Linked DNA regions of Oncorhynchus kisutch: region 1 is linked to region 2. Evidence: chromatin contacts called from public Hi-C data. All regions are on one chromosome and are shown on one strand. Each heading gives the region's core, a stretch centred on a gene start, on an enhancer-like site or on the middle of the called end of the contact. The rest is flanking DNA. Distances are from core to core; before and after follow the strand shown.

Evidence for each region. A called contact is a pair of places that touch in the nucleus more often than the background predicts.
Region 1: a Hi-C map of muscle shows a contact between it and region 2, with 9 times the contacts expected there. The contact joins the promoter of traf5 here to the promoter of LOC109875518 in region 2. A contact is called at or near these places in 2 of 2 Hi-C or Micro-C datasets (liver and muscle).

Annotation. Positions count from the first base shown.
Region 1 is chrLG20:37,584,409-37,590,912 of Okis_V2, forward strand. traf5 (Tnf receptor-associated factor 5) reads right to left here and starts at 3,253. Exons shown (of 11, transcript XM_031798891.1): 1 at 3,100-3,253; 2 at 1-66. The coding sequence starts at 3,167. LOC109875523 (REST corepressor 3) reads right to left here. Exons shown (of 12, transcript XM_020467852.2): 12 at 3,653-6,128. The coding sequence ends at 5,766. It overlaps LOC116355390 (a long non-coding RNA gene), which reads left to right. Exons shown (of 2, transcript XR_004204409.1): 2 at 1-714.
Region 2 is chrLG20:37,452,760-37,459,309 of Okis_V2, forward strand. It overlaps LOC109875518 (serine/threonine-protein kinase MARK1), which reads left to right and starts at 3,989. Exons shown (of 18, transcript XM_031798890.1): 1 at 3,989-4,601. The coding sequence starts at 4,551.

The sequences.
Region 1 (6,504 bases), core at 2,003-4,502, 130 kb after region 2:
TTCTGCCTGGAGAGTCCTCCGGATCCACTCGGGTCACTCTCCTTTGTTGCCATGGCAATCTGTAGGCTGACAGGTGTGCGGTAGATGTCGGACAGTTTGTAGACCTATGCAAATGTACATCTACAAAGACTCTGTTGACATTAACATTTCCTATTCCAGAAGTCCTGCAATTGACTGACTACCTGCATGAATTTGACATTCAGAAAATCCCATTCAAAGCTCTCCATAATGAGATATAGTCCAAACATTTGTGCATGAAAGTGTTTAGTAAATAGGGGGAGGGGTTTATGTAATATCCCCACATTTTAAAACAAACCTATCTTTTTTAAGGAGTTTATTCACATGGACTTATAACCAGGGCCGTAGCTACATATGAGGACACCGAGGTCTGGACCTCCTGTAATATTTTTTAATACAAAATAAATACATTGTCAGTCACTTAATTAGACCATGGCTGTTAACCTTTTTTAGATTGGTAAATGAGTCGTTAGTCTAGCCAGCTAAACTTTCATGGCTGAATTACCGACCCGGATCGCAAAGCATGTACCCAGGGGTCCTGACATCCAAGGGGCCCACATTCGTTCTGGTATTTACTCTTGTATCATAATAACATGGCAAAACATGTAGAATTGCAGGAAATTGTCTGTAAACTACAACAAATCTGTAAAAATGTATTTGTTGACCTTTTTTGTAAATAAAATACTTTTCTGCCAACAGATCCCTCTGTACATATACAATTATAGTTTTAAATTCCGGTGCTGATGGAGTTGATGCGAGTTAAAGTGTAGTGGCTAATTGTTTAGCTAATATGCTATTGTTGAATTCAGAAGTTTACATGCACCTTAGCCAAATACATTTAAACTCAGTTTTTCACAATTCCTGACATTTAATCCTAGTAAAAATTCCCTGTCTTAGGTCATTTAGGATCACCACTTTATTTTAAGAATGTGAAATTTCAGAATAATAGTAGATTTATTTCAGCTTTTATTTATTGCATCACATTCCCAGTGGGTCAGAAGTTTACATACATTCAATTAGTATTTGGTAGCATTGCCTTTTAAATGGTTTAACTTGGGTCAAATGTTTCGTGTAGCATTCCACAAGCTGCCCACAATAAGTTGGGTGAATTTGACCCCTTCCTCCTGACAGGGCTGGTGTAACTGAGTCCTCCTTGCTCGCACATGCTTTTTCAGTTCTGCCCACAAATATTCTATAGGATTGAGGTCAGGGCTTTGTGATGGCCACTCCAAAACCTTGACTTTGTTGTCCTTAAGCCATTTTGCCACAACTTTGGAAGTATGCTTGGGGTCATTGTATGCAAATGGACATCCAGTTGGAAGACCCATTTGCGACCAAGCTTTAACTTTCTGACTGATGTCTTGAGATGTTGCTTCAATTATCCACATACTTTTCCTACCCCATGATGCCATCTATTTTGTGAAGTGCACCAGTCCCTCCTGCAGCAAAGCACCCCCACAACATAATACTGCCACCCCTCTGCTTCAGGTTTGGGATGGTGTTCTTTGGCTTTCAAGCCTCGCGCTTTTTCCTCCAAACATAATGATGGTTATTATGGCCAAACAGTTCTATTTTTGTTTCATCAGACCAGAGGACATTTCTCCAAAAAGTACTATCTTTGTCCTCATGTGCAGTTACAAACAGTAGTCTGGCTTTTTTATGGTGGCTTTGGAGCAGTGGAGTCTTCCTTGCTGAGCGGCCGTTCAGGTTATGTCGATAAAGGACTCGTTTTACTGTGGATATAGATACTTTTGTACCTGTTTCCTCTAGCATCTTCACAAGGTCCTTTGCGTGTTGTTTTGGGATTGATTTAAACTTTTCGCACCACAGTAGGTTCATCTCTAGGAGACAGAACTTGTCTCCTTCCTTGAATGGTATGACGGCTGCATGGTCCCATGTTGTTTATACTTGCGTACTATTGTTTGTACAGATGAATGTGGTACCTTCAGGCGTTTGGAAATTGCTCCCAAGGATGAGAAGCTTCTAAAGCCAAGACATAATTTTCTGGAATTTTCAAAGCTGTTTAAAGGCTCAGTCAATTTAGTGAAGGTAAACGACCCACTGGAATTGTGATACAGTGAATTATAAGCGAAATAATCTGTCTATAAACAATTGTTGGAAATATTACTTGGGTCATGCACAAATTAGATGTCCTAACCGACTTGCCAGAACTATAGTTTGTTAACAAGAAATTTGTGGAGTGGTTGAAAAATTAGTCTTAATGACTCCAACCAAAGTGTATGTGAACTTCCCGACTTCAGCTGTATATGTTTGTAGATCGAGGTGAATGAAGCTACAGCAACCAATGTTATAATGGCTGGGGTCATTTTTGCTATTTTTGAGGTTCTCCAAATAGCAATTGAGTGTTTTTAAATTGTATAGAAATGCAGTTAATGAGCTTCAACTGTCTTACCATCTATTGAAATGGTGGCGGGGGTGCTTCCAGACATCACTAAAACTCAGACCCTAGCTACAGCCCTGCTTGTCGGGATGTTCAGAAAGGCATTAGTGCGTGGTAAATTTTCCATCTTCTAACATGTTTAATGTTAAATCAAGCAAATATTCCTATGATTCTCAATCGGCACCCATGAAGGACCGTGGATTGTCTCATCAGAATCTCCCTTTCAGAAATCCCCTTAGCCTAGTGGCTTAGTGCTGGTGGAATCAGCGATTCTGTCTTTGGGGTAACCCCCTCGCAGCCCGCGGTAATGGTGCGCGGCAAATCCTTAATGAGACAATGGACAATTAAGCAAAACATGGCTTATGTTGTATTATTACATTAACAGTTCGAGGGTATTCATTGACGTTATATTGAGAAAGACAAAAAGCCGCGACGGAATTATGCGCTCTTTGCAGCACTACAATTTCGGGGAATCCCCACTGCTGAAGAACAGCATAATTAATTATGATTCCAATAGATGAAAACATCATGATTATTATCATCCAAGGGAGTTCTGTGTTTATATTGTTTAGTCAAAAAGGAACACTGAAATGATTTTGCTTTCGTTTTCATAGCCTACATAATTAACAACCGTTGCATTGAAGATCTGAACAGGCAGATCTGACCGTGTGCGTTCTTACCGTGTCTTTAAAAACGGAATGTGCGACGATGTTCTTGGTTTACTTTTGTAATTTACATCCACATTCATATGGCAAAAACGTCTGCACAGTACCGAGTGTGTAGCCCAGGCTATACGTCACAACTCGGCGTGCCGCAAATTGTATATGAGCGGAAAATGTTTCAGGAAGTGAATGTAACGGCACTGTGTTCACGGTTCACACCCTTTGAATGATCGTATCCTGAAACGCTGTCAAATAAAATGTATGGTTGGCACCTTGCATAGCCTCCCTGAATCGTATCGAGGTAGGGTGCTGAAGAAATTGTCCCTTTTTTATGCATCCACAGGTTTAAAATTGTATTTGCTGGAAATTGAGAGTTGAAAAATTGGGAAGTTTCAAGTTATTTTCAAATAGATTGTGATAATTTAACTATAGGCTACAGTTCACGGAGCTAGTAGTTCGATCAAACCCAAACGTCAGAGTGGTGCTTATAATACTGCTATATTACAGGTTTGAGCATATAGAAATGTAATAAGTGGTCTAAAATAACATGCATACATTTAGAAATGTTGAGCACAATGATACTGCTTTTTAATATAACAAATACATTACAACAGAATCATGTAGGCCCTAGGCCTCGTAAGTCAAGGCCACCAAGAAGCACAGCTGATGTTTTTACATGCATGGCAAAACTGGTTGAATCAACGTTGTTTCCACGTAATTTGAACCAATATAAAACTGATGAATCAACGTGAAACTGACTGTATTTGCAAAAAGTCAACGTAAGGGCATATTTTTTTAACCTACATTTTAACCTTAACCTTAACCTAAATCCAATGGCATGGTAACCAAAACTAGACCAACTGATGTCTGCCCAGTGTGCCGATATTATTTACATAAGCCTATGCTATTTAATTGCATTGGTTTAGAATTATTCCACAGCAGTTACATTGAGGCATGATGATTTTAGGAAACCATTCAATTGTCAATTAGGCATATCAAACATCAGAAACAACGCTGGATGCTGATAAAATGATTTAGGCTAAAGTAGACAAATCAATTAAAGGTAAACTATGCAACAATTCCAAATGTAAAAAAAAAAATGTAAGTGCTATTTATATTTGGGATTGCACCAGTATGCTATATTTTGGGGGCAATATTCATTTCAATTTAAGCAGGCAGGGAAATGTAATGATTTACTATGACAACATAGGGCAAACCAAATAAATGTACTATAATAGACTAGGAATTGAAAAATGTTTGAAAGACACTTGATTGAAATGCAAGTGCAACGAGAGACCGAAATAATGGCAAGCGAATAGCATAGTAAACACAATGTCATGTATTTTTAAGGCAAAATGCAAGTCCTCAATGTCCATGATTATACTTACTTCTGGCCACATTATTTCCACAGGAAAGGATTAATGACTCAGTGTATTAGTGGTTCAAAGGTCATTTAAGTTCGCATTTCAACATGTTAAAGCTGGTCACCATGTACAGTAGTGAATTAGCCTATTTCCTCCTCCATTCCTTAACAGTGATTAGGCAGAATTTGAGAAACGTTCCAGAAATCTTACAACCAGGATTTCTGGAGAACATATAACATTTTACGGAATCTTTCAACCCCGAACATGAAGTGGCACTCATTCATTCCCAAAACTTGGTAAGAAACTATTGATCATAGCTGGACAGACAACATAAAACAAAATGTTAGAAATATTTAAATGGATATGTTAGGGACTATGCCACATCTTACACTGGGAATAACTGATAGGCGACCGTTAAAAACACGCTTTTGGATTTTGTTTTAGTTATATCATCATGGTTTAAAATTATGCAAACATTACACAACTGTACAGAAGTCAAACATTTTGTTCTTTCAATATATCTTAAATGAAAATCATTTAAACAAATTCCTGAAAATGTGGCTCACTGACTACAACAATCAATTGACTGACAGTGACACCCTCGTAGCTTAATATTACATTAAACAAGTTCATTTTATTAAGCGGTTCATCATTTTTTTTCAATCGGTTTCTTCCAGTTTAGATCAATTCAATCACGTAAATACAGTTGTCCTAGACGTGTAAGAGCACTTACACAATGGTTATTATTAATACTGGACATAGGTAAAAATCAGTCTAGAGTCCATAGCACCGAGTAGAAAAATACATAATGCTTATATAAAAGATAAGTCTATATTCGCTCAAAGAACAAATATGCATTACGGCAAATCAAAGAATCCAACAGAAACATGGCAACGCCACCTTTTCACTAGTTGTGTGTATTGTCCATCATAGTGTCTTCAATATACCTTTTTGTTTATATACTACTTGCAAATTTTGCCAGTTTGTAAAATATACATTAACCAGAAGCCAAGAACACTTTCAAAAAGAACCAATGCTTCTAGTAAATCTTTAACATCACCAACACATAACATCTAAGCAAGTCTGTTAAAGATGAGTGAATAAAAAAAAAGTGATTTCAAATAAATAAAAAAACTAAGACCTAACCTAATATACATATACTTTAAAAACTTCAACGGTTTTACTTTTCTCATTAATATACATCATTTCCTCATAACAACCAACGATTGACGACCTTCAGGAAAACAACAGCAAACAAACGACCAAGTTAAAAAAAACGACCACGACTTTTCAGTTTTCTTCCTTCGCCATTGCACACACTCAGTGCAGCGTGGAGGAGGACGGCGTCTCCGATGGGATACCCACTAGGGTGGGGGGCGGCTGGCTGGAGCCTGGGCACCCTGTGGAGGTGGGGACAAGAGGCCGGGGATTGAGGCGTGGGGGCTGGTGGTTGGAGGGCCGGATGAGTGGGGGGGGCTGGTTGAGCACGGGCCGGGGTTGGAGGAAGCGGGCCTGCTGCTGGAGAGGGGGCGGCTGCCTGTGGAGGGCTGGGGTGGCCGGCAGGGAGGGCCGTAGGAGCGGGGGTGGCTGGTTGAGCGAGGTTGCCGACGACATCACCAGGGTCTGGAAAGTTGCAGAGGAAGTAGCAGCGGGAGAAGGGCCTGACGAGAGGGTCACCTGGCCCTGGAAGAGAGAGGCGTGAGTTGGGATTTCAGACCAAAACACAGATGGGCAATACATTACAGCATACAGTGCATTCGGAAAAGTATTGCGAACCCTTTTACATTACAGCCTTACATTACAGATTTTTTTTAACATTTTTTATTCTCCCATCGACACACAATACCTATAATGACAAAGCAAAAACAGGTCTTTAGAATTTTTTGCAAATCTATTAACATAAATACCTTGATTTACATATTATTCAGACCCTTTGCTATGAGAATCGAAATTGAGCTCAGGTGCATCCTGTTTCCATTGATCATCCTTGATGTTTTTACAACTTGATTGAGTCCACCTGTGTGGTAAATTCAATTGATTGTGCCATTCCAAATCATGT
Region 2 (6,550 bases), core at 2,739-5,238:
TGTGCTAAAAGTGTTTTGTTGTTGTGCTAGCTACTGTAAATTGGACACTGCAGTTGGATTAAAAAGAATTTACGCTTCCTATCCATATAAAACACGTCTATGTCCTGGAATGTTGGCTGTTACTTAGATCATTCTAGTCACATTAGCAACAACCGTCCCGGTTTAGGGACACCGATCTGGTAGAGGATATTATTAATCAGATTCTTGATATGCCAAACCTGTCAGGTGGATGGATTATCTTGGCAAAGGAGAAACGTTCACTAAAAGGGATGTAACCAACTTTGTGCACCAAATTAGAGAAATAAGCTATTTGTGCGTATGGAACGTTTCTTGGATCTTTCATTTCAGCTCATGAAACATGGGACCAACACTTTACATGTTGTGTTTTTATATTTTTGTTCAGTGTATTATCTTTAATATTTAGTTTGAGGTTTCTTCTAAACTGTGGGCAAAAATCAAATGGTGTTTAAGTTTTTGTATGTTTCCAATTGAACAACATATATTGCAGGATAAATCAATGTTAAAGTTTACATACCTGGCCATATATGAATGTTACATTTTACTTTATGGTTGGTTATGTAGGCTTCTTCTAACCCATCGCTTTCTACTACATACAATAATACAATTTAATGACATCTTTACATGAATATATATCATTTAGAAGTCCAAAAATGGATGTACCAACTACAGATAGACAGGGACAGATAGGGACAGCCAAAAGTGTGTGAGTTTGAGCATGTATCCATTAGGCCTATGGATTTTCTTATCAGCATGAATTGCAGTGGGGCAAAAAAGTATTTAGTCAGCCACCAATTGGGCAAGTTCTCCCACTTAAAGATAAGAGAGGCCTGTAATTTCCATCATAGGTACACTTCAACTATGACAGACAAAATTAGAGAAAAAAAACAGAAAATCACAATGTAGGATTTTTTATGAATTTATTTGCAAATTATGGTGGAAAATAGGTATTTGGTCACCTACAAACAAGCAAGATTTCTGGCTCTCACAGACCTGTACCTTCTTCTTTAAGAGGCTCCTCTGTCCTCCACTCGTTACCTGTATTAATGGCACCTGTTTGAACTTGTTATCAGTATAAAAGACACCTGTCCACAACCTCAAACAGTCACACTCCAAACTCCACTATGGCCAAGACCAAAGAGCTGTCAAAGGACACCAGAAACAGAATTGTAGACCTGCACCAGGCTGGGAAGACTGAATCTGCAATAGGTAAGCAGCTTGGTTTGAAGAAATCAACTGTGGGTGCAATTATTAGGAAATGGAAGACATACAAGACCACTGATAATCTCCCTCGATCTGGGGCTCCACGCAAGATCTCACCCCGTGGTGTCAAAATGATCACAAGAATGGTGAGCAAAAATCCCAGAACCACACGGGGGGACCTAGTGAATGACCTGCAGAGAGCTGGGACCAAAGTAACAAAGCCTACCATCAGTAACACAATACGCCGCCGGGGACTCAAATCCTGCAGTGCCAGACGTGTCCCCCTGCTTAAGCCAGTACATGTCCAGGCCCGTCGGAAGTTTGCAAGAGAGCATTTGGATGATCCAGAAGAAGATTGGGAGAATGTCATATGGTCAGATGAAACCAAAACAGAACTTTTTGGTAAAAACTCAACTCGTCGTGTTTGGAGGACAAAGAATGCTGAGTTGCATCCAAAGAACACCATACCTACTGTGAAGCATGGGAGTAGAAACATCATGCTTTGGGGCTGTTTTCTGCAAAGGGACCAGGATGACTGATCCTTGTAAAGGAAAGAATGAATGGGGCCCTGTATCGTGAGATTTTGAGTGAAAATCTCCTTCCGTCAGCAAGGGCATTGAAGATGAAATGTGGCTGGGTCTTTCAGCATGACAATGATCCCAAACACACCGCCCGGGCAATGACGGAGTGGCTTCGTAAGAAGCATTTCAAGGTCCTGGAGTGGCCTAGCCAGTCTCCAGATCTCAATCCCATAGAAAATCTTTGGAGGGAGTTGAAAGTCCGTGTTGCCCAGCAACAGCCCCAAAACATCACTGCTCTAGAGGAGATCTGCATGGAGGAATGGGCCAAAATACCAGCAACAGTGTGTGAAAACCTTGTGAAGACTTACAGAAAACGTTTGACCTCTGTCATTGCCAACAAAGGGTATATAACAAAGTATTGAGATAGACTTTTGTTATTGACCAAATACTTATTTTCCACCTTAATTTGAAAATAAATTCATTAAAAATCGTACAATGTGATATTCGTTTTTTTTTCTTCTAATTTTATCTGTCATAGTTGAAGTGTACCTATGATGGAAATTACAGGCCTCTCATCTTTTTAAGTGGGAGAACTTGCACAGTTGGTGGCTGACTAAATACTTTTTTGCCCCACTGCAGATTATAATAAAAGTGGGGCTTTTATTGCTCATAGGCTGGGATCCGCACTATGCAGCTGTTGCAAGAGCGCAATTTTCACTGGCTGTCCATTTGTTTCAAAGACAATGATTGATAGTCACCTTGAACTTCTTGAATTCAATCATTATTGGGTACAAATACACACTTAGATTTGTGAATAGCCATCCACAACAACCAAAATCCGTAAGGCGCAAATAGCTAAACGAGAGAGCAGCAGTGTGATTCACATCAATACGCTATGTAGATATCAATAAGTGATATCCGTATCGCCGTAGACTACACCACTGCTGTCATCCTTTCCTCCAAGCGTTTATTACATTTGATAATCTTCGGATGCCGACAGCAGTCGCACCATTGTAAGACATAGCTCGTACTGTAGCCTACGAAAGTTTATTTGTGCTCTTTTCCCGCGATCCATCAAACACATTTGGTGTGTCATCATAGTGGTCAGACTGGGTCAGGTGGAACAGATTTAAATGTGCGCCTTTTTCAATGCTGATTTGAATGTCATCGAGAAAACAGTGTTGTCAAATATGTTTTTCCCGCAAACATCCTTTCCTGAATTTAAACGTAATCTTCAAATTAATCATCTTGTTTTTCAAAAGTTTCAATTGATTACAATATTTATGCTGGTAACGGATTACAGTTACCGTTTTTGTAATCCCTTACATGGAACGGATTCCATGAAATCCGTTACTCTCCAGCCCTGCCTGACGTACCCTACAGGGTAAACAATTGCCATTCAACCAGTTTTGAAAAGAGAAATCATTCTGCTCCATTGTAAAGTGCAAGGGTGCCACACTATTTGAGCACAACTGTAAGTGCATTTCATTACCTTGCAAATCACACATTGGACCTGAAATCAAATCGTGTCACATGCTTCCTAAACAACTAGATGTAAAGTAGACTAACAGTGAAATGCTTACTTACAGGCCCTTCAAAATGCAGAGGGAAAAAAATTAGTAACGATAACTTGCCTATGTACACGGGGTACCAGAAATGTAGCATAACATAGGATGATGACATTGGCGGAAAGGGAATAGGGGATACCTCGTCACTTGTATAATTTAACGCTAGCATATTGATTCAATCTCAGGCGTTTTAGGGTACAGCATAAAGGCAAATTAACATAATCAATGCAATTCCGAATTATAAACGCTAGATGGCAACATTGGCACATTTAACTCGTTTTTGACATTGCAAATAATAGACAAAAGTCTTAGGTATGGCTTTTTAGTTCTGTTATTGCTAAACAAGGTGATACTTTCCTTGTATTTTTAATGAATGTATACGAAGTCGATGCATTTTAACCAGGAATCAATGACCAATTCGCTTACAAATTATGGTATGCTTACAAATACGGTACTTCGAATGTTTAGGAAGGTCATTCTTTAAATCTCGAGATGATTTACCGCCCAAGAATAATGATCATGATGATGCTTTCCAAACAAACAGTTCGCACATGCATATCCTTGGCAGCATATGTCAACAATCAAGAACCTCCTCCTGCTACCACAAATACGTCCTCATAACCATTTTCTTCAATTCATATTAAACCCTCCCCTCTCCTCTCCTTCCTCCCCCCTCTCTTTGATCTAGGTTGCTCGATCCCTCTCTCGCCACCTGGCGTTGCTACTGTCATGTTCTTTCGTCTTACAGCGTTCCGAAGGAATATAATGTTGTTGCTTGCATGCGTTCTATAAAAGATATTCCATGAACACGGGTTGTACCCGCGTATGCTACCCTGCGCCCAAGCCTTTTGGGAGGGGAGAATGAAGTTCGCTCCTGTGTAGGGTGTTGCTTTTACTACTACTCCCCCATCTCGCGTTCGTTTTCCTAGTGTGTGTCAGCCTATATATCAGGGTGGATGAATGCTGGATTCTTTCCTTCATACAAACTCCTATCCGTTCTTTCGGCCCGCTACACCCGCTTGCCTCGTACCCGGGGGCGCATCTATCAGCATAGATAGACCTGCGCTGGCTCCGAGAGGGCCTTGAGGTAGATATGCTGTAGTGTGGAATACTCCCTTTGGACGGTCGGGTAGGAAATGCCGGTGGTGTAAAAAAAAAAAAAAGTCAAATTCATATTTTTACTCGTCGCACTGTTCTCGGCGGCTGCCAAGCTCGGGGCTTAGCGGCCTGTACACACAAAATGTCGACCAGAACGCCATTACCCACAGTGAATGAGCGTGATACAGAGAATGTAAGTATCCAATGTTCCTTCTTCCCTATGGCATATATTTTCCTAAGGACGATATTATTTTTGGCTGAGTTTGTGTGGTGGTACCTTGTGAATCACAATAACGCTAAAATTGGGCTGGTCTGTGTAACCTCTCGGTCAGCAAGCTAGCCGCATAGCCCACTGAGTATTTAGCTAACGTTACCCATCCTCTGCCATTGTCATTTTTTAAACATTATTGCATTTGAAATCGTTTCATCAGATCAATTTTTACTCGTGCTATTGTAGGTTATAAGACTACAGGTAAACATTCATATTTGTAGTAGCTAGAATTTGGCCATGTCTGCGTGGAAGACTGCGTCCTAAAATATGTGTTCTGATGCTTTCGGTTATCTATGACTGGGAAACCGTTGCCCACAAATCAGATACAATGTTAACTTGTGTCTGTCGGTCCTCGCTGATTATTACAGCCAAAGTTACACCGTATCTTAATTTCTGGAGGAGGCCCGTTTTGAAAATGTGCCATAGCATAGGACAATTTCTATTGTTAGCTTACTGCAACATTAGATCCAGACCATGTTCAAAAGCTGTGACTCAACTTGAGAGATCATGGTAGGCCTACGTGCGGGAAGAAATCTAGTTCAGCAGGCGGTCTAAGTGCCTTGACTGATTACCCCCTGTCGTACTGTAGTTAATGACGCATTTTGCTCTGATTAAGACAATTAACATGGCTTTCAGGTAGTTGTTACAGGTAGGGCCTAGTAGTTACATCCATTTTTTGACTTGTAATTTAATGATAGACTAAATACCCATTCATTCTTTAAGAATATAACTCATAAATGCCCCATGAGTTTATTTCAACTGTCTTACCCCCAAATATAAGCTTTTACTCCTGTTTGTAACAATGTCATTGTTAAACACTCAAAACATGGAACTATTATTTATCTCATGGATGGTCAGTCTGCATCCACAAAGCTGCCTTTGAGTTTGAAAATTCAGATGTCAAAACGTAGGTTGTGACCAATGATGTATATAAGCCCTGGATTGCAGATCCTATGTATTGGCCACGGGTCGGCCATATTGACACTCCCCGGAAGGCGCAGTCCTCCACAGGAATGAATGGAATTCTACATTATTTCAATTAAATGTTTTTAAAGGCAAAAGTACATATATTTAACGTTTCTGATGTGGACAGTAGAATTAATCATCTCAAAAAATTACTTTAAGAAATGTTGTTTTTAGATTAGTATTTTTTATTTAGAAGTTTAGCTCACATAATATAATTTAAACATATGCATTAAAGTGACAGATTTTTCACCTAGTCGTCTCGGGGATTCGAACCAGCAACCTTTCAGTAACTGGCCCATCTCTCTTAACCGCTAGGTCAGGAAAGCTGCAGAAGTGCGTGCAGGTTACTATTAACTATCATTTATCAGTGCAATTTTGACGGCCAACTAAAAGCTGAAAAGTTTGAGGGCTTATCTACTGTTCCCTCTTTAGATTTTAGCTCATCTCTCTCTGGCTAACATTAGTTGTTTATCTTGTTGTTGATAGGAAACTGAGGGAGAGCGAGCCTACCTTTTTCATGGTTGTTTCATCAATAGGACTGTAAAGTTCCCAAATGTAAGAGGACTCCCGTTGTATTTATATATTTTCATAAATCCATTCAGGTGCATTTTGTGGCTTTTGGCGACTGCTTTGTAATGATCTAAAGTTGCGCTGTTGCTACTGCCTGTAAACACAGTCTGGTTAAAAGTGAATGATGGCAGGGCCATGTGGCAAATGGCTTGTTTGCATACAGGCTTAGTGTAGCTATGATTGGCTATGGTGCACCGGTCTATGTAAACTACAGTCTTGGACAAGACAGATGCTTTTTTTTTATTAGGTTTTAATTACTGCAGTGTTTATTAATTGTCCAAAAGCACTGCTGCTTTGATTCCTACTCTATATTTCTATAGAAATTCCTCATGCCT